Linked DNA regions of Sus scrofa: region 1 is linked to region 2. The links are chromatin contacts, called in public HiChIP or PLAC-seq maps. All regions are on one chromosome and are shown on one strand. Each heading gives the region's core, a stretch centred on a gene start, on an enhancer-like site or on the middle of the called end of the contact. The rest is flanking DNA. Distances are from core to core; before and after follow the strand shown.

The links. HiChIP or PLAC-seq counts read pairs in DNA pulled down with a chosen protein or histone mark.
Region 1: an H3K27ac HiChIP or PLAC-seq map of skeletal muscle shows a contact between it and region 2. The contact joins the promoter of GORAB here to the promoter of PRRX1 in region 2. A contact is called at or near these places in 3 of 47 Hi-C or Micro-C datasets (embryonic fibroblasts and heart right ventricle) and 1 of 2 datasets of contacts at active chromatin or transcription factors (skeletal muscle).

Annotation. Positions count from the first base shown.
Region 1 is chr4:80,588,143-80,595,072 of Sscrofa11.1, reverse strand. GORAB (RAB6-interacting golgin) reads left to right here and starts at 4,364. Exons shown (of 5, transcript XM_021089423.1): 1 at 4,364-4,530. The coding sequence starts at 4,470.
Region 2 is chr4:80,499,326-80,506,740 of Sscrofa11.1, reverse strand. It overlaps PRRX1 (paired mesoderm homeobox protein 1), which reads left to right and starts at 4,052. Exons shown (of 4, transcript XM_021090642.1): 1 at 4,052-5,703. The coding sequence starts at 5,463.

The sequences.
Region 1 (6,930 bases), core at 3,115-5,614, 88 kb before region 2:
GTAATGGAAATCCCAAAAGAAGAGAGAGGGAAGACATAAAATATATTTGAAGACATAATGGCCAGAAAATGTTCAAATATTATGAAAACTATAAACCCACACATCCAAGAATTTCAAATAGCCTCCATGCACAGGAAATACCAAGAAATCTACACCATGGAACGTTATATTCAAATTGCTCAAAAACAGTAATAAACTAAAAATCTCCAAAGCTAACAGAGAAAAAAAGATACATTATATATCAGGAAACAAAGATGAAGATGATAGCTTTCTCATCAGAAACAATGCAAACTAGAAGCCATGGAGCAGCATCTGGACAGTACTGAAAGAAAAAGTCTAGCTAGAATTTTATGGCATAAAGTATTAAAATATAAAAATATAAAATTCTTAGTGAAATATCTTTCAATGACAAAATATTTAAATGAGTCACTGGTATGAAATGTACAGTGTGAAGATTATAATCAACTACTATGTAATTTCTTTGGTATGGTGACATATAACTAGACTTATTGTGATCATTTTGAAATGAAAGAAATATCAAATCACTATGTTGTGTAATAAGAATAAACACAGTGTTACAGGTCAATTATACTTTAAAAACAAATAAACAAACTCACAGAAAAAGACAGGATTTGTGCTTACCAGAGGCAGGAGGTCGGGGGGAAGGAGAACTGGATGAAGACAATCAAAAGGTACAAATTTCCAGTTATAATATACATAAGTACTAGGGATGTAATGCAAATGATAAATATTATTAACACTGCTGCATGTTATATATGAAAATTGTTGAGAGTAAAGCCTGAGAGTTCTCATCACAAGCAAAAAATTTTTTCTATTTCTTAAATTTTGTATCTATATGAGATGATGGATGTTCACTAAACTTATTAAGATAAACATTTCATGATATATGAAATCAAATCATTAGGCTCTACACCTTAAACTTATATAGTGCTATATGTCAATTATATAGTACTTTATCCTTTTTTATTACTGAATAGTATTCCATCACATGGATATAACAATTTGGTTATCCAGTCATCAAGCAATAGACATTGGGATTGTTGCCAGTATTTTGCCTAATATGAATAAAACTTTTTTGCACATTCAAGCACAAAAAAAAGACAAGAAAATCTTTTATATATATATGAAAGCTGAATTCATCAACAGCAGACCTGTACGATAAGGAATGTTAAAAGAAGCCTCTTAGGAAGAAGGAAAATTATACCTGATGGAAAAATGGATCTGCATACAGAATGAAGAACACAGAAATTTGTATCTATATGGGCATATATATAAGACTTTCATACTTAGATCTTTTTTTTTTTTTTCTTTATGGCTGCACCCACAGCATATGGAAGCTCTCTGGCTAGGGGTCAAATCGAAAACTATAGCTGCTGGCTACGCCACAGCCACAGCAACTCAGGTACAACTCAGGTTCCAAGCTGTACCTGAGACCTACACCACAGTTCACAGCAATGCCAGATCCTTAACCCACTGAGCAAGGCCAGGGATCAAACTCATGTCCTCATGGATACTAGTCGGGTCTGTTACTGCTGAGCCATGAAGGAACTCCACTTAAATCTTTTAAAAAGCAACTGTTTAAATGAAAATAACAATGCATTGTGAGGTTTATAGCACATATAAGTTAAATGCATGAAAACAATAACATAAAAGCCAGCACTGAAATAGAATATATATTTGTAGTTTCTTATACTATATGCAAAGTGGTATATTACCTGAAGGTCAACTGTGATAAGTTAATGATGTATATTATGATGTTAAAGCAACCACTGAAATAACAAAACAGAATTATACCTAATAAGTTACCAAAGGAAAAATAATCATTTTTTTAATTTAATACAAAAAAAAGATAGATCTCAAATTGACAACTTAACCCAACACCTAAATGAATTAGAAAAAGAAGAAAAAACAAAACCTAAAGTCAGCAGAAGGAAGGAAATCATAAAGATAAAGGAGGAAATCAATAAAATAGAGACTAAAAAAAATGGAAGAAATCATTAGGAAGATGTGGTGTATATACACAATAGAATACTACTCAGCCTTAAAGAACGAAATAATGCCATTTGCAGCAATATGGATGGAACTACAGACTCTCATTCTGAGTGAAGTAAGTCAGAAAGAGAACGACAAATACCATATGTTATCACTTATATCTGGAATCTAATCAAAGGCACAAATGAACCTTTCCACAGAAAAGAAAATCATGCACTTGCAGAACAGACTTGTTGTTGCCAAGGAGAAGGGTGAGGGAGAGGGGTGGTTGGGGAGCTTGGGGTTAACAGATACAAACTATTGCCTTTGGAATGGATTAGCAATGAGATCCTGCTGTGTAGCACTGGGAACTCTGTCTAGTCACTTATGATGGAACATGATAATGTGCAAAAATAGAATGTGTGCAGGTATGTGTAACTGGGTCACCATGCTGTACAGTAGAAAAAAAAATTGTATTGGGGAAATAACTATTGAAAAATAAAATATCAGTAATTACTTAAAAAAAAAAAAGATGGGGAAAGGGAACAAACAACAGATGAAACAAAGTGAAATCAAAGACTAGAATGTTTTAGTTTAAGGTTTAAGGCTTAGCTTAGAGGTTTAAGACCTAAACATAACAATCATATTAAATGTAAATGATATAAACACACAAATTAAAAAGCAGAGATTGTTATATTGGATAGAAAAGCAAGAACAAAGTTGCCTAAAAGAAAGGTACAAGTAGATTAAAAGAAAAAAAAAAGATATACCATGCTAACAATGCTAACAGTATTCAAAAGAAAATTAGGATGACATATTAACATCAGACTAAGTAGATTTAAGACAAATATTATCAGGCAAAGGAGGACAAATTTTATAATAATCTCCTTTTTAAAATATTTTAAGGTGTTTTAAAATACCTTAATTTTTATATCTATTAAGATTATTGATAATTCTTAAAATCCATCTAGATTGAGCTAAAAAAAGTGTGTATATAAAATTTAACATACGTCATACAAGTGGTTCATTTTTATTAGATGGAACTAGATGGCTGATGCCTGAAAATGGAGAACTGAATTAACTATCAGACTAGTACTGATCCCCATCTATTATTTCGGAGCTAGATAATCTTAATTTTTTTTTTTTAGTTTAAGTTCAAAAACTGGATGAAGCTGTCTCCTTCCAATCCTTTTGGATGACATTTTAACTTTTAAATGCTAGGGAAAATGAGTCCACATTTAAAATGAAGTGTTTGTGGACACCTATATTTCAAAAATCCTTTTAGAGTATAAAAGCTTAAAAGTTACAAAGAGAATTCCAAACATCCCATCTTCTAATCACCTATTTAAGTCTCAAATACTCATTACAAATCGTTTCTTAGTAAGTATTTTATTTTTAGCCTACTCCTTTATTCTGTTTTAAAATATTGGCACACTAAAGCCAAATGCCACCCATGGGATTTTTAAATGTAAGCCAAAATAACTGTGTTTTAAAATGCAAAACAGTGAGAAGAGAAATCTGAAAAATTAAATAAGTGGTTTCTTTTAAATCATCCTGACTATATGTACTTTAACAACGCTCGCATTTTTAAATCTCTGAAATATTGCTTAAAATGAGAAATTGATAGGTCTTACTAGTACATTGCAATCGGGATTCCAAGCGGGAGAAGCCTAAGAAATGTTTTCCCATCCCCCAGTAGCGACATTTTACATTGTCTTCTCTGAACGGAAAAACAGACAAAAGACCACTTTTAACGAAAGAAATTTTGACATCCCTTAGGAGAGAGATTACAGATTATCGATAATGATTCACAAAACATCAAAGAACCAACACCCAATTAACAGAAACCGGGAGACGCTACAGCCTGCGGGACAACTAGCTATGCTGTCAAACGTGTCTGTTCCTTTTCCACTATTAAGCCCCATCCTCTGAAATCATTCTCTCTAATTAGATAATAAATCTGAGTGTGCTTGAGTCGACCTGCAGATGCTTTCAGTGCAGTCTTGTGAGAAACCTCTGCAGGCCCGAAGTACAAACATCCAAGACCACCAGGTAGAAGGCTCCGCCCCAGTAAATTTACGGAGAGCCCCGCTTGACAGTTAAGTCCTCCGACTCGTAGCCTCTTCTTCACTGCCTGTTTATTTCCACCCTTATTCCTACCGCTATTTCCCTCTATATCTTGAAGAGATAATTTACAACGAACATAGGAGATAGGGGGAAAGAGCAGAGCCAGGTCAGTGGAAAAGTATGTCAGTGAGGCCAAGATTTCCTTAGGTAGTTTATCTGGCATTGCCGGAGACAGCCGGGAAGGGAGCCGGGCCTTGAGGCAGGGAAGGGGGGCTTTGTGCCCAGAGCTCAATGCGCTGATTGGTTGGTCAGCTGCAGGCCGGGGAAGAACCCGGATGTGCCTGGGCCGTCGTGTTGGCAGTCGGGGCTCTGAAGTCTAGGTGCTCAAGGTGTGCCGGCGGACCAGGCGGATGGCGCAGGGTTGGGCCGGCTTCTCTGAGGAGGAGCTGAGGCGATTAAAGCAGACTAAAGGTAACGGGACGGGTCTGTAGAAGTTTAGGTCTTGGGTCTGTTAAGGGGAAGGGGCGGGGCTGCGGTTTTTGAGGGGGAAGGTGGCGGGGGACAGGGTTCTGGGTGTTAGGGAAAGACAGAATTGAGGGGGACTTAGAGGTGGAAGTACTTGAAGTCACAGCTGGAGAAGCAGGGCACTGGGATCAGTTTTTTAAAAAGAGAGTTCAGGAATCTGTTTCAGAGATTTAACTTTTTCCTGTGAAAAGAATGGGACTTGGGAGAGGAAATGCAATAGGAAGATTGCTGCATAGATCAATGGTTGGAGGTTTGGGGTCAGGATAAAGGAAGGACGGGTACCTAGCATATTAGAATTTTGATAAATTTATAGAAGCAGGCAACGATTGGGAAAAAGGGAACACAGTGGTCTGAATAAATGCAAAAAGTAAGTGCTTTTCGTAGTACATTTGGAATCTTGCATTCACTTCTGCTTGCCAGATGATTTTTTCCAACTCTTAAGAGTCACCAAACCAAAAGGGCCTTTGAGATGTTAGATGTGCCATATATATATAAATATAAATATATAAAATGACTTGGGCATAAGCTAAAATTTTGTGCTTCCTTTTTCAGCTTTATAGCTTAATATCTGAATGGACTTGTACTATTTTATCTTTTAATGAAGAAATTTGATGATACTTAATGAGATACTCTTGATAATATAAACTGTATTTTGTGATTGAAATTTCATAAAGTTCTGTATGGTGATCCTGGTAGTGGACAACCACTTAGTGCACCTCCCATCTGTGATCTTACACCACTCTTTGTATCATACCTTATATACTCTGGGAGAAAATTAAGTAAGCCCCGCCTTTTCTTAGAGTTTGTTGGAATGTTGGATGTTGCTCAGGTAAGCTTGTACATTTTTAGCATGGTTGTGAAAATAATCTAGGGCTGACCAGTGGAAAAGGAAGTACATTTATAATGTAAGGCCAATGTAGATCATATAGATTGAGGACATTTTGACTGGTCCAGAGGCCTTTAAAAACTATATCATAAAAGTTAAACCACTGTGTGTAATTGACTGTCATTCCCATTTTCAGATGTACAGAGTACTAATACCCTTGTTTCTGGTCTGACCCAGAGTTACAGATATCAGCTCCTGTATTAGCAATGCTGATATGAACAAGGCATCATCTCTGCTTTCAAAGAGCTTATAGTCTAGTGAAGAGACAAATTATGATATAATGTGATAATGGGTATTGTGCAAGGGCTTGCTACAGAGTTATCAGGAACTTTACTGTGCTGGTGTTTGGGTGGAGTTTGGCAAAATTTCACAGAGATTATGTGTTAGCAGAGGTGAGTTTGCCAGGAGTAAGAAAACTTAATGAAAAAGTCTAAATTAAACATTGGATTCATTATGTGGAAGTATATTCTTAAGTATCTCTGCAATTTGGGATGAAGACAGACTGGAAGGACCTTAACGTCAAGACTTATCATTTCAGTGAGATGATAGAGTATAGACACCAACTCACTAGTCTTTGACCACCTTAAGAACACAGAAGACATCCCAGCATCTTTGTATGCTTAAAGCCAGTCACGGTGATTGGTGTATAGTAGATCTTCCAGCTCTGCCTTTAAATCTTTGTGTCTTAGATTTCTCATTTGTAAAACTAACAGAGCTGAATCTTCAAGTTTTTAAGGCTCTTTTCAGCTATTTTCCAGCCTTAAAAATACAGTTAAATAATCTATGAAGATATGGTTGGTTGCCAGCAAAAACAAGGATGACATTACTCTAGAGAAACCCATATGGCATTTGGGAATGTCAAAAATATTCTTAATACTTTTGTTTATATTGTTTATGATATTAAAAGCTGGAAACCATCCAAATGTTCATTGGCAAGTGAGTGAATAAGTAAATTGTGGTATAATCCAGTGAACAGCTAATACAGCTAATGAGAATATATGTACCATAGCCACACGTAGTAACTTAATCTATGACATATTTCATAATGGAAAAATTGGAAATAAACAGTGCTGTCAGTTTCTAGTTAAATAATATATTCATGAATTTATTATCTTGTGTGTGTGTGTCTTTTGTCTTTTTAGGGCTGCACCTGCAGCATATGGAGGTTCCCAGGCTAGGGGTCTAATTGGAGCTGTAGCTGCTGGCCTATACCACAGCCACAGCAATGCCAGATCCAACTGCATCTGTGACATACACCACAGCTCACGGCAATGCCAGATCCTTCACCCCTGAGCAAGACCAGGGATCAAACCCGTAACCTCGTGGTTCCTAGTCGGATTTGTCTCCGCTGCGGCCACAACGGGAGTTCCAATGACTTTATTCTTGATACTAGTTCTTTGCCAGTTATATTATCAATCTTCTCACAGTGCGTAACTTATCTTTTATCTCTCGATGAAGAA
Region 2 (7,415 bases), core at 2,803-5,302:
CGTAATAAGAAAGATGTAATTTTGTGACATCAAAAACTGGAAGAGCTAGTGACAGAACTGTAAAGAAGTAGCCATTTATGATTACAAGAGCCAGGACTAGGAGGGCAAATGAGAGTTTTTTTCAAGTCTGGCATAAACTATCCTTCTCAGAAACATTAAAATACGGGAACCCTGCAGAATCCGTCTCACATTTCACTCTTTCCCCTTCTTTATTGTTAATGAATACATACTGGAATGTTAACCATGAGCAGGAAAGCATTTCCACCCCCTCCAGAATGTTATTTGCATGAGGGTGGTGTTGTGTCGTTTATGTGTCATGGAACCTGTGACCTGTCACATGAAATTATCATGTCAGCTTATTAACATGTCAGAGTGCAACTCCTGGCTTCTACCTCAGAGGAGAAACTGCTTGGGGTGGTGGTGGTGGGGCATTCTGCCAGCCAGATGAAGAGTTCTGCCAGCTTCCAGTGCCAGGGAAACCCTGGGCAATAATCAATATCAAACCTAACTGTGAATAAGACCACCCAAGGGCACATGGCTGGGAACCAAACCTCCCTCCTACCTTGGTCTGATCTCTTGGCGAGTTTCCTTACTAGTAAGGAAAGAAATCTAGAGATAGGAGTTATTTGAAAGAGGGTAGAGCATAAGGAAGGGTTGGAAAGCCACTCTCAGACACTTGAAGGACCATGCAGAAGAGGGTCATTGTTAATTATATCACCCAGGGCTTCATATTTTTAATAACAACTGATCGATGGATGGAAGTCAAAGCAAAAGCCAAGGAAAGATCTACACATGTTCAGAGATTTTGAGTTAGAAATGCTCTCCTTCCAATTTTTCCCAAAAGAAGTCACATGGGAAAAACCAAGTAGTTAGTGATTAGGGCACTAAACAGGCCATAGAGTTCTCTGTCCTCTGAGGCCTCCTGAGGTCCCAGGCTAGGCCCCCCACCTGCTTGGGAAATGAGCAACTGCTCCCTGTCACAGCTTCTCCTCTCCTGACATCTTTCTGCCAGATGGTCCTTCTTGAATTCTAGAGGTGCTTGACCCTCTTGGTTCCTGCAACCTGAGCCAAAAGAACTTTGATCCACCAATTTTCCCCTCCCTCTATACTCTTTTCGGGAGAGGACCTAGCACCTGGATGCAAGGAGAGGCCAGGAGCAATGACCCTTGGTGTTCTGACAAGGAGTTCACTGGCCCCCTTCTGTATACCTGAGGTAGAGCTTTGGTGCCAGTTCTGAACCTACCATGTCAGTCAGTCTTCTCCTACCTGGCCACCTGGCAGGAGGAACCAAGGTCTTTCATCATTTACCTGGTGAATGTGCGTTCTGCTTGGTCATGAATCTCCCTGTAGGGTTATCCTGATGGTTTTTAATTACAATCCAGAATCACAACAAATTACAAATGTTCTGTGTAAATACAATAAGGGTGTGCATCCAGTTCACTCCTAATTGTTAGTAGAAAAAGAAAAAAAAAGAAAAAAAACCCACAAGACTTAAACCAAAAAAATAAAAATAAAAATAAATCAATTCTGCAGGTTTATGCCTTGAAGATTTGATTTCTTGGGGACCCTCCCAGAGCATCCTCCCAGACTGCCCTGCAGCCCTGGCTCCCTGTGATGAGAATTCTGGGGCTTGGTGCCTGCAGTTGAGGCCTATGGGATGCTCTGGGAAGGAGCCACCTTCTGAGTGGTGAAGAGTCCTGTGACACTTTTTGCACAGGGTTCCAAAAAGAGTGTGGTGACTGCAAGAGGGGCCCTGCTGCCTGCCTTCAGAGCCTGTCCCAATCTGGCCTCTCCCTTGCTTTGGACACCCCAGGAGTCTGCCTAGATCCAGCTTCTCCTGGGCTTGGAGGGCACTCTGTCTGCCCTCCTGCCCCCACACAGCCCTCAAATGCTACCCTGATTTCTGGAGTGGAGAGGAACTTCTGAACCTCAGGACTCTAGCACAGTGGCAGTGAGTGCTGTGGAAGCTGGACCATCCCCACACAGTTGGCTGGTATTTGAGTTCTCATTCTGGAAGCTATTTTGGGAAAATATTATGCATAAAAGTATATATACACACAAAAGTATACACACACATACATATATATGTATGCATTTGGTTAACAAATGTTAAGCAAATGTATGATTCAATACTTGAAACCGTTAGCATCTTAGTTGGTATTGGTAGGGCTGGTTGATATTATTGGGCATATGACAAGGGGCTGATGTTAAGGGAGAGCCTGATCCCTCTGGAAAACACTGCAGAACACAAATGGAGACATTTGATCAGGTTTCCAACTGCCTGTATTTTCCCTGTGGCCACCTCTCCAACAGGCCAATGGCACACTCCGGACAAGGCAACTTCCTCCAAAAGGCGACTTCTCCTCAAATGACGGAGATTAATGAGTCTTCAGGGGAAGAGGCAAGTCCCTGGGGGAGTCAGAAGCCCTTGGTCCCTTATCCAAACCATTGTTACTAAGAGCAGTTTCGTCAGTGGCAAGGACAAAAAGAAACCTAAGGTACAACTGTGTAAATGAGGGTGGAGAAGGAGTGAGAGGCTAAGGCCTGCTCCATTTCTGGGAAGATTCGAGGAGGCTGATTCCCCTGCGGAATTCCACTAACCTAGCAGTGCCTCGAGGAACCTGGAGAGAAGCCTCCTCAGCCCTTGCACCCAAGCTCATGCTGCAGGACGCTGGTGAAAGCCTCTGTGCAATTAAGCCCAGTCTTTCACAGCCGGTGGTGGCACTGACACGTGTAGGCTTAGGCTCTCAGAAGAAACGGTGTTGGAAATGTCCTCGCAAGGCACCCTCCTCCAAAGCTGCCACTCGGGTGCGAGCCCACTCTGGCGCGCGTCTGTCTCCCACCAGCATCCCGCTAGCCCGGCCGCGCAGCTCCCCACGGCCTAGACGGGACAGATGTTTACTGCTTAGAGCCACGACCGCTGGGTAGAAGGAGCGATGGGCTTGGCGCACCTCGCGGGGCTGGCTGGGGGTGGGGGCCTCTGGGCTCCCGGTCAGGGGGTGCGAGCGGGCCGCGGGGAGGGTGAAGGGATTGAAAGAGGAGGGGGGAGTGGGTGGACTAATGATGAAAAAGTCTCCTCCGTCCTGGCTCCTTAATTAAATGCATGGAAAGAACCGAGGCTAGCACATCTGGTTTCAATCTGCAGCCCTTTGATGGCATCAAATGTTCTTTTCCTAGATCAGGGCTGGAAGTTCTGGGCTAACTATGGCCGTTTGGAGCCCAGAAACCATTTACACACACTCTTTCTCTCAGTCGAGCCGAGCCCCTAGACTATAGGAAGAAAGAAAAAAAAAAAGTAATCAAGGGAGTGAGGGACTGTGTGTGTGTGTTTAAAGAACATAAAACGCCACAAATAAGCACTGAATATTTTACTTACTCGTCATATAGTAACTCATTTCTAATGAGACTATTAAAGCTGTTACCAAATTCCACCCGGTCATGAAAAAATCGCTCAGCACCTCTCTGTCCTCTATCAAGTTAGGGCTCAGCAGACAGACGACAAAGCACTATCTCTAGAGTTAGATGGGGATTCGTCCGCCCCTCTTCCCCGTCCCCACCCCCGTGGCACCCGAATCGGACCCTGAGCCGCCACGGGAACGTCTGCCCGCAGCTGGCTCTAGGAGTGCCCCTGCTTCCTCCGCATCTGGGCAGCGCGACCTTCTCGGCTTAGCGTCGTCGTAGCCTGGGGAAGCGACCTTGGCCGTACTGAAGAGGTTACGAAATTGGCCAGGGTGGGGGGGAAGGGGAGCAATTATGACAAACTCCTAGAGTCCTTTCTCCCAGCTAAATAAATATGTAAATTTCCTACTGCCCTGTACCGTTGATTCCTAGCAGCGCAGAGAGACTCGAATCAATGCAGCGACTTCTAGATCTCTTTAGTCCGTGGAAGAAGCGTGGGAGAGCCTTCCATTATGATCAACCCTGTCGTTTTACTACATTATTTAATAGGCTGTCTCTACAGAACCAAATGTAGCTTTAATATCTCTCTCCCTCGTTCGCAGACCCACCCAGCCCACCACCACTCAAAATTGTTAGAACAGCAGGAAACATTAAAAAGAAAAAAACTCAGAGGGAGAGGAAAATTTGATTGAGATAGTTGTGGATTTTTTCCAACAAGTTTCCCCGCAGCTGTTATCAAAACATGCAAATGAAATTTTCCAACAGGATCTTAAACAAATCTGGAGGAGTTAATGCCTAAGCAAAATAATCAGCCTGTTTGAAGTGACTGTGGGTTTCAGTTTGTCCTTTCTCCCGTGATACTATTGCAGGGGAATGATAATTAGACCTTTACTTTAAAAATCCAAAGGGGCTCTTGCTTTCTCTTCCCTCCCTTTTCTTCCCCTCCTCCCTCTCTCTCTCTCTCCCTCTCTCTTTCTCTCTTGCTCAGAAGTTGGCAAAGGGGGTTTTCTTAATCAGACTGTTTTCTGGTCTGAGGGAAAGGAGGAAGAAGGAGATTGTGATGGAGAAAGGGGGTCTGTAAAACGTCAGGCACCGCACAAAGGCTTTGCCACGTAATTACAGGCTCCTATTAAGTCGAGATCTGCCCTCCCAGGGGTCTCCAATTTTCTTGTATTCCCTACAAAGCCTCCTCTGCATGCCAGTTTGTGCCTTTTGAAGTGCCAGAGAGCTTCTTGATCCAACTGAGAAGGAAAAAGGAGCTCAGCAAGAAGAGGGGGAGAGAGAGAAGGGAACAGGGAAACCCACCACCACCACCCTCCTTCGGACTCTTGGAGCCTTTTTTTCCCCCCTCCTTAGGAAAAGTAAAGTGAGAATCCTGCTCTCCAATACATCTGCAAGACATCACCCTCTCCTCCTGAAACTTTAGTCACTCCTGAGAATCCACAGGAGTGCAGAGAGGGGGAACACATTTTCTTGAAGATGTTTTAAAGCTGGAACAAGCCTTCTTCTGTTGGTGCTTGAACTCTTGCCTGGGAATAACTTTTTTAACCTAAAACACACACACACACACACACACACACACACACACTTTGATTCTTCTCTCCCACCCCTTCTTCTCTCTTCTTCTGTTTGCCTAACTCCCCCGCCCTGCTGGCCTCCCCTTTCCTCTCTTCCCCTTATTATTATTTTTAGCGTGTGCGTGTGAACGCTTTTGGAGAGCTGAAGGGGATTTTTTTTCTTCTTCTTCTCCTGACTTGAACATAGGGTGACTTTTAATTTTATTTTTTGGTGTGGATTATCTCTTTGGACCGCGCCGGACTTGGCCTCGGGAAAGCAACCGAAGCTGTCGGAGGCTGCCGGTGCACAACGCTCTGCTCTACAGAAGGGGGTCCCCCGCCCTCTTTCCACTTTTTTTGTTCTTCCCCTCCTTTCTCTCTCTCCCTCTCTCTCTCTCCATTCCCTCCCCCACTTCCCCACTCGGCTCCTCTCCCCCCTCGCGCCCACAGCGTTTGGTGTTGATTCGAGCGGGAAGAGGGGGGTGGGTGGGATCGGAGGGGGAGACCATGACCTCCAGCTACGGGCACGTTCTGGAGCGGCAACCGGCGCTGGGCGGCCGCTTGGACAGCCCGGGCAACCTCGACACCCTGCAGGCGAAAAAGAACTTCTCGGTCAGTCACCTGCTAGACCTGGAGGAAGCCGGGGACATGGTGGCGGCGCAGGCGGACGAGAGCGTGGGCGAAGCGGGCCGGAGCCTCCTGGAGTCGCCGGGACTCACCAGCGGCAGCGACACCCCGCAACAGGACAGTGAGTGAGGGGCGTGCGTGTCCCGACCGAGGGCGGGGGTCCGGGCTGAGCGGCTGGAGCCCGCCTTGGGCCAGGGGGAGAAAGTCAGAAACAAGGAGAGATTGGTGGCAGTAGCCAGAGGAAGGGCGGTCACAGACGGAGGAAAAAAGATGAGAAAAGGAGGGCTCCGCGGAGGAGGTAGCCAGGGAGAACGCCGGAGGAAAGCTCCGAGGCTCTGCATTTGAGGTCAGGGACTCTGCCCGCCGCAGACTCGCGCCGAAGCGGACTACGCTGCCCCTCAGTCCCAGAGGAGCGAGGCTGCCAAATCTTCCAGCTTGTGGGACGATGGGGCTGGGCTGGAAAAGGGTCCCAGAGCAGTGCAAACTCAGGGAGCCAGTCCTGTTTAGGAAGGCAGCGGCTTAAAGATGCTCAGTCCGGTCTGGAGGGCTTCTTCCGGATGGCATAAGCGGGTTCGAGGGCAGACGGACAGAGTGGCGAAGGGCACCGCCTAAAGGGAGCTGCAACCGTGAGGCTCGTGTTGCGCACAGCGCGCGGGCCGGAAAACTGGGAGTGCGGGAGGGGCGGCGCTGGACCCGCCGGAGCTGCTGTCTGTCCCGGCGGCTGTTGCTGCCACCTACATAAGGGCTTGAGACCCCCGGTGGAATAAACGGCCTGAATGACTCGGGAAGACTCTGGAGAGGCAAAGCCCTTTGGGGTGAAACCCGAGCTCCTGCCAGGCATGATTCCTCACAGCAGAGATGCGCCAGGGAAGTGTGGGGCTCCAATGCCTAGAAAGGTGTCACATTGGAGGACCTCTCTCTATTGTTCCCAAGATTTCTAGAAAAGTCCTTCCACAGTCTCCTTTCCGCACCCTCTCTGATTGATATCGCGGTCCCTCAAGCAAATCTCCTTTTTGCGTTATTAGCCTTGCCTTAAAAATGCGACTCCAGGTGTATCCATAAGTCCCAGCGTCTGTAACAGACCTGTCACCTGGCTCATCCCAGGTGACCTGGGGTTGGATATTTCCTCCTCAATGTTGCAAGAGTCAGAACTTGGCTGAAAGTTTTAAAATAAGGCTGATTGCTTTCCATGCCATTAGTTGCTGACTGATTTGTCTTAAAACTTGGAACTTGTGGAACCAGGGGGCCTGCTGGCATTCTATGATTTTCAAAAAACAGTGCCAAAGTCAGATTCTCAGAAAACAGAGAACAAAGCAAACTGGACGTAGAAACAGCTGGAAGCAAGGCCTGTGCAAAGTGCTGGGAGGGCTGCAGCATTAAAACAGGCAGCAGGGAGAGCCCATGTCTCCAGAAGGCCGCCTGCCTTCACCTTGCATCCTTGGTCCAGGCCTGGACTCCCCTCAGTGTTTTTTAGCCAAACACAAACTGGGCCAGTCCACCCTACTACCACAAAGGCAGAGGGTAATAGGGAGTCTGATCTAGGCTGTCACTAGCAAAAAACTGGTCAACTCTGGGAAATGAAGACCTGGTGTCCTTAAGTCCAGGGTAATAGCTAGGCACAGAAGCAGAGACTGCCTTGTTGAGTTATTGGGGTTTGTTGGGGAGATGCTCACTCACTGTAGGCAGCGATGTAAATTAATTGTTGATGTATACACTTGAGCTCAAGAAAATGCTCTGCAAAATAATTTTAAAACACTTTGCTAAGGAATAATTTAAACATACAAAGAGTAGGGAGAATAGTATTCTGAATGTCCCTGTGCCCATGACTCGGAT